Regions from separate parts of the Zea mays genome. Here all the other regions are linked to region 3. A link is a contact called in public Hi-C data. All regions are on one chromosome and are shown on one strand. Each heading gives the region's core, a stretch centred on a gene start, on an enhancer-like site or on the middle of the called end of the contact. The rest is flanking DNA. Distances are from core to core; before and after follow the strand shown. Region 1 holds the start of LOC542095 (isoamylase-type starch debranching enzyme ISO3). Region 2 holds the start of LOC100278455. Region 3 holds the start of LOC100278917 (protein SCAI homolog).

The links. Hi-C and Micro-C count contacts between places; a contact is called where the count stands out from the background.
Region 1: a contact with region 3 is called in a Hi-C map of leaf, with 4 times the contacts expected there. The contact joins the promoter of LOC542095 here to the promoter of LOC100278917 in region 3. A contact is called at or near these places in 5 of 25 Hi-C or Micro-C datasets (bundle sheath, ear, endosperm and 2 more).
Region 2: a Hi-C map of tassel shows a contact between it and region 3, with 2.4 times the contacts expected there. The contact joins the promoter of LOC100278455 here to the promoter of LOC100278917 in region 3. A contact is called at or near these places in 3 of 25 Hi-C or Micro-C datasets (ear, leaf and tassel).

What each region holds. Positions count from the first base shown.
Region 1 is chr7:134,552,070-134,555,952 of Zm-B73-REFERENCE-NAM-5.0, forward strand. LOC542095 (isoamylase-type starch debranching enzyme ISO3) reads right to left here and starts at 2,167. Exons shown (of 24, transcript NM_001111728.2): 1 at 1,921-2,167; 2 at 1,728-1,791; 3 at 1,564-1,638; 4 at 1,124-1,281; 5 at 194-281. The coding sequence starts at 2,027.
Region 2 is chr7:135,214,670-135,218,557 of Zm-B73-REFERENCE-NAM-5.0, forward strand. LOC100278455 reads left to right here and starts at 2,553. Exons shown (of 1, transcript NM_001151729.2): 1 at 2,553-3,554. The coding sequence starts at 2,894. The coding sequence ends at 3,340. It overlaps LOC100277473 (a long non-coding RNA gene), which reads right to left. Exons shown (of 2, transcript NR_157099.1): 2 at 3,727-3,888.
Region 3 is chr7:134,810,357-134,814,130 of Zm-B73-REFERENCE-NAM-5.0, forward strand. It overlaps LOC100278917 (protein SCAI homolog), which reads left to right and starts at 2,133. Exons shown (of 9, transcript NM_001346998.1): 1 at 2,133-2,831; 2 at 3,591-3,774. The coding sequence starts at 2,301.

The DNA of each region.
Region 1 (3,883 bases), core at 917-3,416, 260 kb before region 3:
TCCCTCCCAAATGCAGGTGATCTTTATTAAATGGAGCATGCACTAGTGAATATGTAACCACAATAAAAATATACATAAGAAAAAATATTGCGGTTCTTGTTTGATGAATGTTAGTGCGGAGCAAGCTGTCCATAAAAAAGAATAATGTGTTTATCTCCAAAGGTAAAATAGTATCAGAACTAAAGAAAATTACCTCCACTGACACATGCCATATATCTCCAGTTTTGTTCTTCTGGCGGTCTAAAGCAAACTCTACAATGTCCACATCATCTTGGTTGCCTCTGAAAAAAAATCAGAAGGCATATTGAGTATGCCATATTACTTTTCGAGAGCAAGAAGTAAAAGGCTACAATTCAGTGCTTTTCAGCATGGTGATGATTTGAACCAAGCTCCAAGTTTACAATTCAGATCATTACAGGAAATAAATGTGAGGGATCATGAACTATATCATTCTTTGTGGACCCTATCAGGTAATAGTCCTTCAGTTATGGCTTCGATTTGGTTGTTGGTATGTTGTGTGATGAAATGGAAATTTCATTTATTAGGGATCATTTCAGTAAAAGTGATATCGGTTATAACCATTACAGTATTTAAACTTTAGATTTTTTCTAATTTCTTTCAGCACAGAATTGGTGTCATCACTAAGTTAAATTGAAAATATAGAGTTTGACTGAGTGGGAATTGTTTTCCATATAGGAAATATTACTATCGACCAGTTTCATCCCTATATGATTCTTTTCAGTTGGTGGATGATCAGGGGTGAGGGTGACAGGGTGTTCATTGAAGCACTTCAGATTTCAGTGTGCCAAGCGCATCCCAAAACACCAAATGATGTGTGGCGGGTTGTGCAAACAGTATTGACATCTCTTTGAAACCCTGAAACAAGAGTAGCCATGGACTGACTAACCAAGGTTTAATATGCAAAGAAAGCAACCATGAAGTATGAACACATACAGTAACAGTGGTAACTAAAATTGTATGGAGAAGATTAGAATTCTAAGGTGGCAAAAAAACTACAAGCTCATATCTGAAGGGAAACAAAAGAAGTTCAGTTAACTAGCCAGCAGTTAGGTCGAATGACATGGAAAGTAACATCACAACACAGTTTGAGGGAAAATATTACCTCTCAGGAAAATTCAAGCAAAGGGTGACAGAAGAAGCATGTTGTGAGAATATTGCAAAATTTAACCCATCGTCAACTTGTGACACTCCTAGGGGGAAGGCTTTGCCTGAAGAATATTTCAAGGGCACTTCATTGCCAGATGAAGTGTGTCCCATTTCCTGTAAATACGAAATGGATAAACATCATCCCCAAAAGAACACATGACAAACAATGCACAGTAAGTTCAGATGCAAAATTCAATTTTGGAATAGCAAAATGTGTCAGGATACACTACAGCGTATAAATACAGAACACATTTGCATACAACAAAAATTTACTTGCACGGTACCAACCCATCACTTGAAACTGGCCAATGATATCAAGCAACATAATATAATGAACCAGTGGTTCAATGAAATAGTAGTGCGCTACAGGCCCTGGAGCATGGTGTGATTAGATACCTTGGTCACACTCCTCCCCGCCTTCCCGCTCTGAACTTTCGTCGTGGTACTCCGCAAGGCATCAAATCCCTGTACCTGCGCCACCACGAAATTTGCTTATATCAGATAATCCACAGATCAGCATGCCACTGAGGCACAAACCTACCAAAAATCGAGACACCTGCCTTTCCAAAATACCCTCCTCCTCCTCCACACCCTGACGCGATCCCAAGCTTAGTCTCCGCAAAACTGCACAGACTCACAGCGAGCACAGCATTCAGTGTCGAGCCAAGCCGCGCCACGAATCGAAGGAATGTAGCAGTAGCACGTCGAAATCAACCATCTGATCTGATCGAGACCCACGACAGAACCACTCACCGATTGCCGAGCCCGAGGTGGCTAGGGGGGCGCAGGAGCGCGCTGCGTCGAGTAGCTGCGGCGGCAACGGGGCGCAGCGGGGGCCGATTTGTACCGACGGAATCCATCCAAGCGTGGGACCGAGGAGTGTGATCGGACGCTGGTAAGGGAATGGGGCTAGTTTTAGGGGTGGCGGTAGGGGAGTGAGGAGCGGCGGGGAAGAGACGGAGATGCTGATCTCACCTTGGGGAGCGCGCGCGGAAGGGACGGACGGGGACTCCAGGCCTCCGGGACACGTGGTTGTCCATGCGCGGAGTTGGAGTTGGAGCAGACTCGGCCGCTCGGGAGGATAGCAAGATGGGCGGACGGCCTTTCTCTTGTGGCTCGATCGGGGCCGTCGCCTCTTTCTCATCTCCTTTATACTTTCTGTCTTCCTCGCTTAGATTTTTCTTGTTCCCAATCCCAATCCCAACTCGAGCCCCCAATGTACGCAGGATTTTTTTCTTATTTGTTATAGTTATTATGGGTTAGATTTGATATGAGTCCTTTTGATTGTCTCCATTTAAAATAAAAATAAAAATGACAGTAGTAGCGTAGAAGATAGTTAAATTTTGTGATGTTTCCTGCGTGCAACAGAATATCATAAAAATTAACTGACTCTAATGTTACATAGACCGTTTGTTTCCTAAATGTACGAATATGATGCACAAGAATGTTTAAGCAATATAATGCACAAAAAAAGTACGTAAAACTGATAAAAGATATCAACTAAAAGATAACGTAATGATAAATACCACATATAAAAATTCAATTGGCGTTTAATACCAATTTCTATGATATGTCATACCAACAAGGATATGTCTCTTGTAAGTAGGGATGACAATGGATGTGATTTATCCGCGTACCCGCGGATAAAAAAACCCGTTGAACACGGTTTTGGGTACGAGTCTGTATCCATGGATACGGATACGGATAGCATTTGATATCCGTGGATATTTTTAAAATGGATACGAAAAATCAGTATCCATACCCAAATACCCGAATATCCGTTAAAATATCCCGTACTCCCGTCCCACAAGGCCACAAGCCTAGATTCCACCGTTCCAGGCAGCGAAGCCCTCACTCGGTCGCTCTCGCTCCGGACCCACTCCATCTCTCCTCTGATCCTCTCTCACTCCTACCGCCGCCGCCCACTCCATCTCTCCTCTCCCAGACTCCGACTCCTACCGCATCCGCTATCGGGTGCTGCCACCGCGCCCGCCAGTCCGCCACCACAGTCCCTGCTATATTTGATATTTAAATCCAGCACTTTTCTTCATTTTTCCAATATATTATATTTAAAGTATATAGATACTAATGTGCATGCAACTTTATTTTAGATGCTCGTGATGGAAGATTCAATAGTGGGCAAACGGATATGATATCATATTTAAATTTGCTGGACAAATATGATATCATATTTGAATTTGCTGGATTTAAATATGTTGTATGTGTAGTGGGCAAACGGATATATCCGCGGATATCCGTTACCCGCGGGTAACGGATGTGGATACTGTTTATTATCTATAGCGGGTAACGGGTACGGGTTCGGATATCGGATATAAGTCACAGATATGGATGTCCAGAGACACTATCCATGGATAGTTTATCCGTTGCCATCCCTACTTGTAAGTGATTATCCATGCTTAGTTTCTGGACTTTATTTTCTTCAATTAGATTATTACACATATAATAAGTTTGAAAAGGGTGTTAGTGTGAAAATATTGAGCCACATAGTAACATCTACCTAAAAGTGTGCATCCAGGTTTGAAATACTTTATAGTACTTGTAGAAGACATGTTCTTAAACTTTTAAGGTCAACATATGACTTGAAAAAATAATATCACATGAAAATGAGTATTACTTTAGATGATATTTGGGGTAAAGTGGACTTTACCACATATAACATAAACCACTTGTCAACAAAAGTTATATGACATGCTCC
Region 2 (3,888 bases), core at 1,303-3,802, 400 kb after region 3:
CGACCCGTTACCAGGATATATCTACGCGAAACAAAACGACGGAGTTGGAGTCACGCTCACACGACGCTATCTGCCAAGCACCCAAGATCGGCCTAGATTATTTCACGAGGACCCTGACCCTGACGCCGACAACACCGGGTGCGAGAACGCATACGCGAGCAACCGATTCAGCCGACAATATAATGCAGACCGAGACGGAGGAGTCGATTCGCACCTGAGGAATACAAGGAGCAACGCACGGGCAGCCGGCAGCCACGACCACGACCATGAGCGCAGAGGTCCACATGCATGGTGGCCTCAATCAGCAGAGAACAGAAACATCGCACGGCTCTGAGGTCGAAATCACCGGGTCCGCGACAATGGGGGCCCTTAAGGTTGCCTGGTTAACAATGCATTTTTACTTGAGCAGGCGTGATGAAAATTTTGTTTTTTTGAAAAGGGAGGGGCAAAAGATTTGCCGGTCCAATATATTAGAGAGGAGAAACACTTACAAGACACTCACGAAGACAAAAAAGGGGGGAGGGAAGAAAGAAGAAGGGCAAAACTCAACCACCTACTGCTAAATACAACTCCGAGACCACCAGGCCCAAACTAACCCAATAGAGCACCAACTAGCTCTTTCACTAAAGAAGCGACCTGATCTGGATTCTTCTGCTGATTCCTAAAGATCCTGTTGTTTTTTTCTAACCATAAGCTCCACAAAAAATAGATCAGAAGCCCGTCGATTTTTTTTTCTAGATTGCCTATTACAGAGACCTCTTAGATTTCTCCACCAACCATACAGGTGATGAAAATTTCATAAGGGGAAAAATGAAGAGGAGGTAGATGGCACCAAAACTTTCGTATACACAAGGTGCTCAGCCGCTCAGGCCATCAACATCGTCAGGTACGAGGATCTTCCTTGCACTCCAATACAATATCTCCATCACCGACGTGCTAGTTAGTACCTAGTATTGGCTGCGATGGGTATAGGCTCTAGGCTGGTCCTATAGTTGTTGCTCAAGTGGCTGATGATGTGCTCTCTTGGCTGTCCTTTCGCCTTCATGACTTTGGGAAAGCGTATTGGAGGACTTGTTCAACGATGCGCAGCCGTGGACGCCTGGCCTCTAGCAGCTCGACAGGCAATGGCGCAGGGCCGATAATATGATTGGAACCGACAGGTACTCGCGCAGGGCCGATAATACGATTGGGGGGGAAGGCCCTCGAATCCTCCTCGATCGCATCGCGGATGTGGATGCTGTTGGGCCTCGGTCTTAGTTGTCTTTTTCCACCTCTATCTGCGGTAGTTTGCAATGCTCATGTAATTGTCTTTTGTTATTTTTTTTTGTTTATTTATTTATCGTCTCCCTCGACCCTCGATTCCAAATTATAAACTATTTATATCATAATAAAAATAATATATCAAAAAACCAATATATATTGCAACTTTAAATAGAGTTTGTGGTCTTGCAATTGGAAATAGAGATGGAGGGTGCATCAGTGCCCAGTTTTCCAAGATCGTGCAGACCGCCTACACTTTTGCCACGCTTTGAAGGTAACGATCTCAAGGTATAAATGGGTTTGAATCTAACAATCTCAGATCAATAACACATGGGCCACTACGAACATAATCCAAACTGGACCAGAGTATTTAATCAAATTGGCAATGGCCTGTGACAACTGACATTCGTCAGGGGAAAAAATGAACGGCCGGAGTAAAAAGACGCACGTGAGCAGGTTCAGGCCTTCAGGGGTTCAGTGCTCTATGGCCATCAAAAGATGCATCAAGCTGGGCTGGGCTCAGCATTTTTCTTACCAGTACCGCAAGCACTTGTCCCTGACAGCCTCTGACTTCCTGAAAGCTTCAGGATCAATTCAGGCAGGCAGCGGTAGTCGTAGCCTTGTTCGTCCCTCCAACTTGGAGGAAAGGATGCCACATACTCAAGTTTGGCATCCGCTGATCCACACAGGAAAACAACCGTGTCAGCGGAATAAAATATAACCGGTGCGTTTAGTAGCCTGTCAGATTCCAGCATACTCCTGCTGCTAGCTATGTGGCACAACAAACTTTCAGCGTCTCTGGGATGTCAGTAACCATCAAACTGCAGTCTCAGGAGTTAACAAACAGAATGCAACCACTGATTATTACGATAGAACTGGAAAACAAAATACGGCACGTGAATCTAATGGCTGAGCCTAATTGGTAATTGTCTGCACGCGGATGCTAAAGCAAACAAAAGACATGTTCTCCTGGTCCTGTAACGCAAGACATGTGTCATAAACAAGTTACGCATTTGCATGACAGGCAGACACAGCAGCGACAACAAACCTTTTGAGCTATGCCAGCCTCATTCTAACCTTCCAATCCTACCAAATCATGGCCCAACCCATGCACGTATACCTCTGACAGGACCCCACCATGAGGCGAGAGTCCAAGGCCACATGGACTACAGGTGGAAATACCTGGAACACTGCATTGCAAGCAAATGTTCTCCCCGCTGCCTTTGGTAGCAACAGAAGGTACAGAAATAGTTGAGAAAGTTATGAGGAACAGTTGGAAGGATAGGCTGCCTTTCCAATTTAAAGGCACTGCCATCGTTTCTTCAGCCCCATGACAAGCTTCCACACAGTCACAAGCAACCACCTTGCATAGTTCTTAGCCTCATGGAATTCTGCCCCTACCCTGCATTGTCTGCCCTGTGAAGAGAGAGACCAGAGAGAGAGAGGGCTTCGATGCTCTTCTCAGGCTGCAGGTCAAGGAGTGAGAACAAGAAAGCCTTCTTTGAAGTTGGGTTGTTGAGGTGCTCTGAAGAAGTATTAGCGTGTGTTCCATCAGTCAGTTCTCTCATAATTTCATCTTCCTTTCCTTGTGTTGTCCTTGGCCTCTCTTTCTGTGTCCCTGCACTCTCTTGTTATGGACTCCTCTCAGCTTACTGGGGACAATGCTGAAGAGTGCAACAGTAATGAATCTGGGTGGACGATGTACCTGGGCTCCCCAGTGAACAGTGATGATCTCAAAGCCAATGGCAGCAAATGGAGTAATGTTGGCAGTGGCTGTAGCAATGGTAGAAGCAAAAACGACAACATGGATTATGATGATGGAGACTATGATTCATTAGCTTCTGATGCTTCCACAGGACCAGCTCAAGTGAAGGTGCTTAATGGCAAGGAAAAGAAAATTCATGAGAAAAGAGACAATTCCATAGAAGAACAAGATAGCGATGAGCAAGACGAACAAACCAAGCTCCCTAACAACTGTGACAAAAAGGCAGGCAAGATGAAGAAGGAAGAGAAGACCACCAGAAGGAGCCACAACAAGAGACGTAGTTCCTGTTCTTCACGAACAAGCTTCTTTAGGTAACTGTTGTAAAACCCTTGTAGGATGTCTCCCAACCATTTACAATCTAGCTAAAATCAGCATGGGGAATGCAAATCTTTTGGGATCTTAGGGCAAATATGTACCCCTTAGATACTCTTATCACCATCCTCATAGTATCATATAAAAAAGTGCATGTATTTATATAGATATTAACAGAGGGCACTCTCTCCAGATATATTTCGAAGGTTGTTCTCTATTTAATTGCTTTTTTACTTCTTCCCAGTATGTGTAGGGTTTGAAATGTTTTTATATGGCTGCAAAGTGGCAATTTTACTAACAGAAAGAGCTACTAAACTCTATGAAAGAGAGAAATTTATTTTGCCGATTAAGCATCCAGGGTAAACCAATTGACACCAGGGGTTCATTTCTGGCCGTTAAACATGCGAATTAAACAATGCACATACTATTTATATGAGACGTAAATCTTGAAAGAGAGACTGATTACAAAAACTATAGTACAAAGTACAAACATCTCGTTTACAAACCAGCATAAAGAAACATACACGTGGTACAAGAGCCTATAGCTATCA
Region 3 (3,774 bases), core at 883-3,382:
TTATTTAAAATTATATAATGAGTAAACCCCACGGGTGACCCGAAACCCGATGGGTTCGGTTGCGTGTTTGGAATTGCACCCGCTGGTGCGATCGCGGGCGGGTTTTGGCATAACCCCATCCATTGCCATCCCTAAACTCGATACGTGATTCTATCCTGGCTCGACTCGGGTGGTGAGGGGCATGGTGGCAGAGCAACAAGTGCGGGTGAGGTGGGCCAACGCGCGGAAAAGCCGGATTGGCTCGCGGGAGCGCGTGGGCAGAAGAGGCGGGCACGCGAGGGGAGGCTGGTTCAGTCAGGTTGGCATGCTGGGTTGGGACCGGGTAATAGATCACTGGTCCATCACCCTAGGTGACCTTCAGTAATTACCGGTAATGACCGAGCGACGTTCGTCGGAAATTACTTACCGTTCTTCGATAATACTAGTTGGGTAAAGCTTTACCTAGAGAGGCGGTGCCCTATATATGTATATGTGTGAGTGAGACAAACAAATTATTAGGCTGCCCTTGTGCATAGTTTAGCCCTAAAAATATGTTGACAAGTGAGCCAAGCATACCATTGACACACGAGGTGACGAGGCTATTGAATTTCTGTCGCAATTGAAGAGAATTTCGCGGTTAGAGGTCTTCCCTGGCCAGATAAACTTGTACTTCCATTTTTTCAATAAAAAAAAGAGCGCGAGGGCGTGGCTATCGCATGCTCCGTTCTGCTCTAATCGGCCACGATACATAATTCCATCTCAGGCCCGTAATCACGAGGAGGCACGCCGGAAAGCGCGCGCGGCCGCTGGTTTGTCTCCACGCGCATACAGCACTCAACTCCAACCACGTGGCAATATCTTTTCGCGGTGAAGGGGAGACGGCCGGAGGCTCCACTGCTCTCCAGCAATCCAGCACCCAGCAGAGCCGCCGCCGGTGTTGCTGTTGCGTCAGCTAGTTAATCCTGGCCGCGGCACAAAGACCCTGGGTCGCGGATGAATTTGTCAATGGACGCCCGGCCGCTCGGCAATGCGAGGGCCAACCTGTTCCAAGCAGGCATTCGGCATTCCCCCCTCGGCGCGGATCCGGGGACAGCTCATCAGTGCCACGGCCGTGGGTGTTTGTTTGAGATTATAATCTATCTAGATTATATAATCTAACAACTTTTGAACTAAGAGTTAGTTCAAAAATTGTTGGATTATATAATCTAGGTGGATTATAATCCCAAACAAACACCCCCTTCACGGGTGCTCTGCTCTGGCGGTGCGGAGTAGGTCGGTGCCGAATGATTGCGGCGATGCAAAAGCTCCAGCCAGCAGAATGATGGCCAGCGAAAGTTAGTGGCCTGCTTTGTTCTTTGTTTGATCGAGCAAGGCGCTCCCGTTTGTCTCTCTGGCATGGCTGGACGGCTGGTACCGCATATTCCATAGGCGGAACGGAAGGAGCAGTTGCGTTAGCTTCAGTTTTTTTTTTCTGTCGTTTTTTTTCCCACCTGGACGATCGACATCATGAGGAGAATAAAAAGAACGTGAACAACCTACGTCAACCTAAGCTACCATGGGAAGGAAGCTCGGAACATGACACGCTCCGGCGACGGCTGCGAACCGCGGGTGGCCAGCGGGGAGTGTAATCGGTAATCCTCCTCCTGGTCAAAAGAACATGTTATCGGCTGTTTAAGGATCATTTCAGTTTCAGGGATGTTCGGTCCAATCCTATGCCCCTGGAGTCAAACGCCTGATTAGAAACCCAAACACAGGAACCCTAACCTCACTGTCGGCATGTAATGACAAACAAACATAGATTTGACCGGTGTCATGCATCGTGCATGCTTATTCTCATCTGCGTTCGCCGGACGTATGAAAGCATAGATTATTCCTGATTGCATCGGGAGTCAATTCTGGAGTGAGGGCCAGCAATTTCCTTGGTTCCAACTTCCAAGTCCAAGTTCGGTTTAGGTTAAAGAGAAGCGATTGCGATTGTGCAGAGAAGAGACAGTGGGGTCTGGGGGAAGCCATTATTTAAACAAAGTCCAAATCATTGACTCATAAGAGCCCAATTAGGCGTTCCCAAAATCACAGCATTTTTATCGCAACAGCACACAGCTCATCCCCCGGCTGCTCGCTTTTTATCACTTCTCCCTTCTCGAAACACAGACGAACACCTTTCTTTTATTACTCTCCTGTCCCCCTCCCTCTCTCATCAACCATCACCTCCGTCCCGTCCGCCTCCCATTCGCTCAAACCGGAAGGAGGAGGAGGGCGAATTAAAGCCTCGCCTCCCGCCCCCGCCCCCGCCCCCGCCCCCCACCGCGTCGCCGGCGCCGATGGCCGACGGCGGGGCCGGCGCGTACCGGGAGTTCAAGGCGCTGGCGGAGGCGGCGGACCGCAAGTTCGCGCGCGCGCGGGACCTGCCGCTCTACGGCGGCGGGGACCACCACAGCCGGAAGGCGTTCAAGGCCTACACGCGGCTCTGGCGCCTGCAGCAGGAGCGCCGCCGGGAGCTCGTCGCCGCCGGCCTCCGCCGCTGGGAGATCGGCGAGGTGGCCTCCCGGATCGGCCAGCTCTACTACGCGCGCTACCTCCGCGCCGCCGAGCCGCGCTCGCTCGTCGGCGCCTACGTCTTCTACGAGGCCATATACAGCCGCGGCTACTTCGGCGCGGCCGCGGCAGCGGTGGGGACGGACGGCGGCGGCGGCGGCGTCAGCCGCCACCAGGCGCTCCTGATCCGGTACAAGGAGCTTCGGTTCATCGCGCGGTTCCTCGTCGTGGCCATGCTGATGCGGCGGGCCGAGGCGGTGGACCACCTCGCCGCACGCCTACGTGCGCTCGTCGAGGAGACCAAGGCTGCGTACCCCGTAAGAAGCTATCCTCTTGTTAATTGGGGAACCTGAGTGAAATTTACGAGACGTGTTTTTGGCTGCACATTTGGGGTCCTTTACCCTAAGGCCATGATTTACCTTAAACTTTAGCGGTGAAGAGCTTGCTTTTCTACTCACGTTCGCGTCACTAACAGTACTCTCGTTCAGTTGGAGGAACCTCCGCATTGGGTATTTTGAGTTCATCTGCTTCTAAGCCAGGGTTTTTTCTGTTCGCTTAATTGGCTTGTTCAATTTGAGTTGGCCGAATTTTCAGTTTCCTTTGTGTTCCGGTCGTCATGATTTTGCTTCCTTGTGCACACTGTAGTTGCAGTAAATAATAAGCGCAGCCTTTTATTGTGGGGATTAGCGGCAAACAGGGAGCATCTGGAGTCAGCAGGGTGCAGTTAGAAGTTTGTTTTCGTTTCTATCTTTCCTGCTAAATTAGAGGCAGCGGATGCTCTTTTTTTCTGCCGGTTCAGTTATTCCAAGGTGTCTCTGGTTGAAGCGAAATTGACTGTTGGCAACATAATGCCACCCGGTTCTTACATTGCTTAATTGAAGAAAATGAGATATATGCCTAATGTTCGTGTATTGAATATTTTGTATCCTAAACAAAAGATAGGCATTTTGGAAGTTATGATGTTTGTAGTTTGTTTCTGTGTTCCTTAATTTTTATTCCAGTTCATTCATATCAATATGTGCATACTACCATGAACTTATATCCTGATGACAACATTGTGACCTTGTACATTTTAGAAAACAAACTTCAAGGAATGGAAGCAAGTACTTCAAGAACTTGGCAGATTTTTGAAGGCTGATGGAGCATATAAAGGATCTAGATCACTAAGATATGACAACTTATTTGATTCTTATCCATCGAACCTTGTATCTATTGCACGATTCCATTCAAAAAGGGTGCTCAAACTGAAGGAAGCTGTGC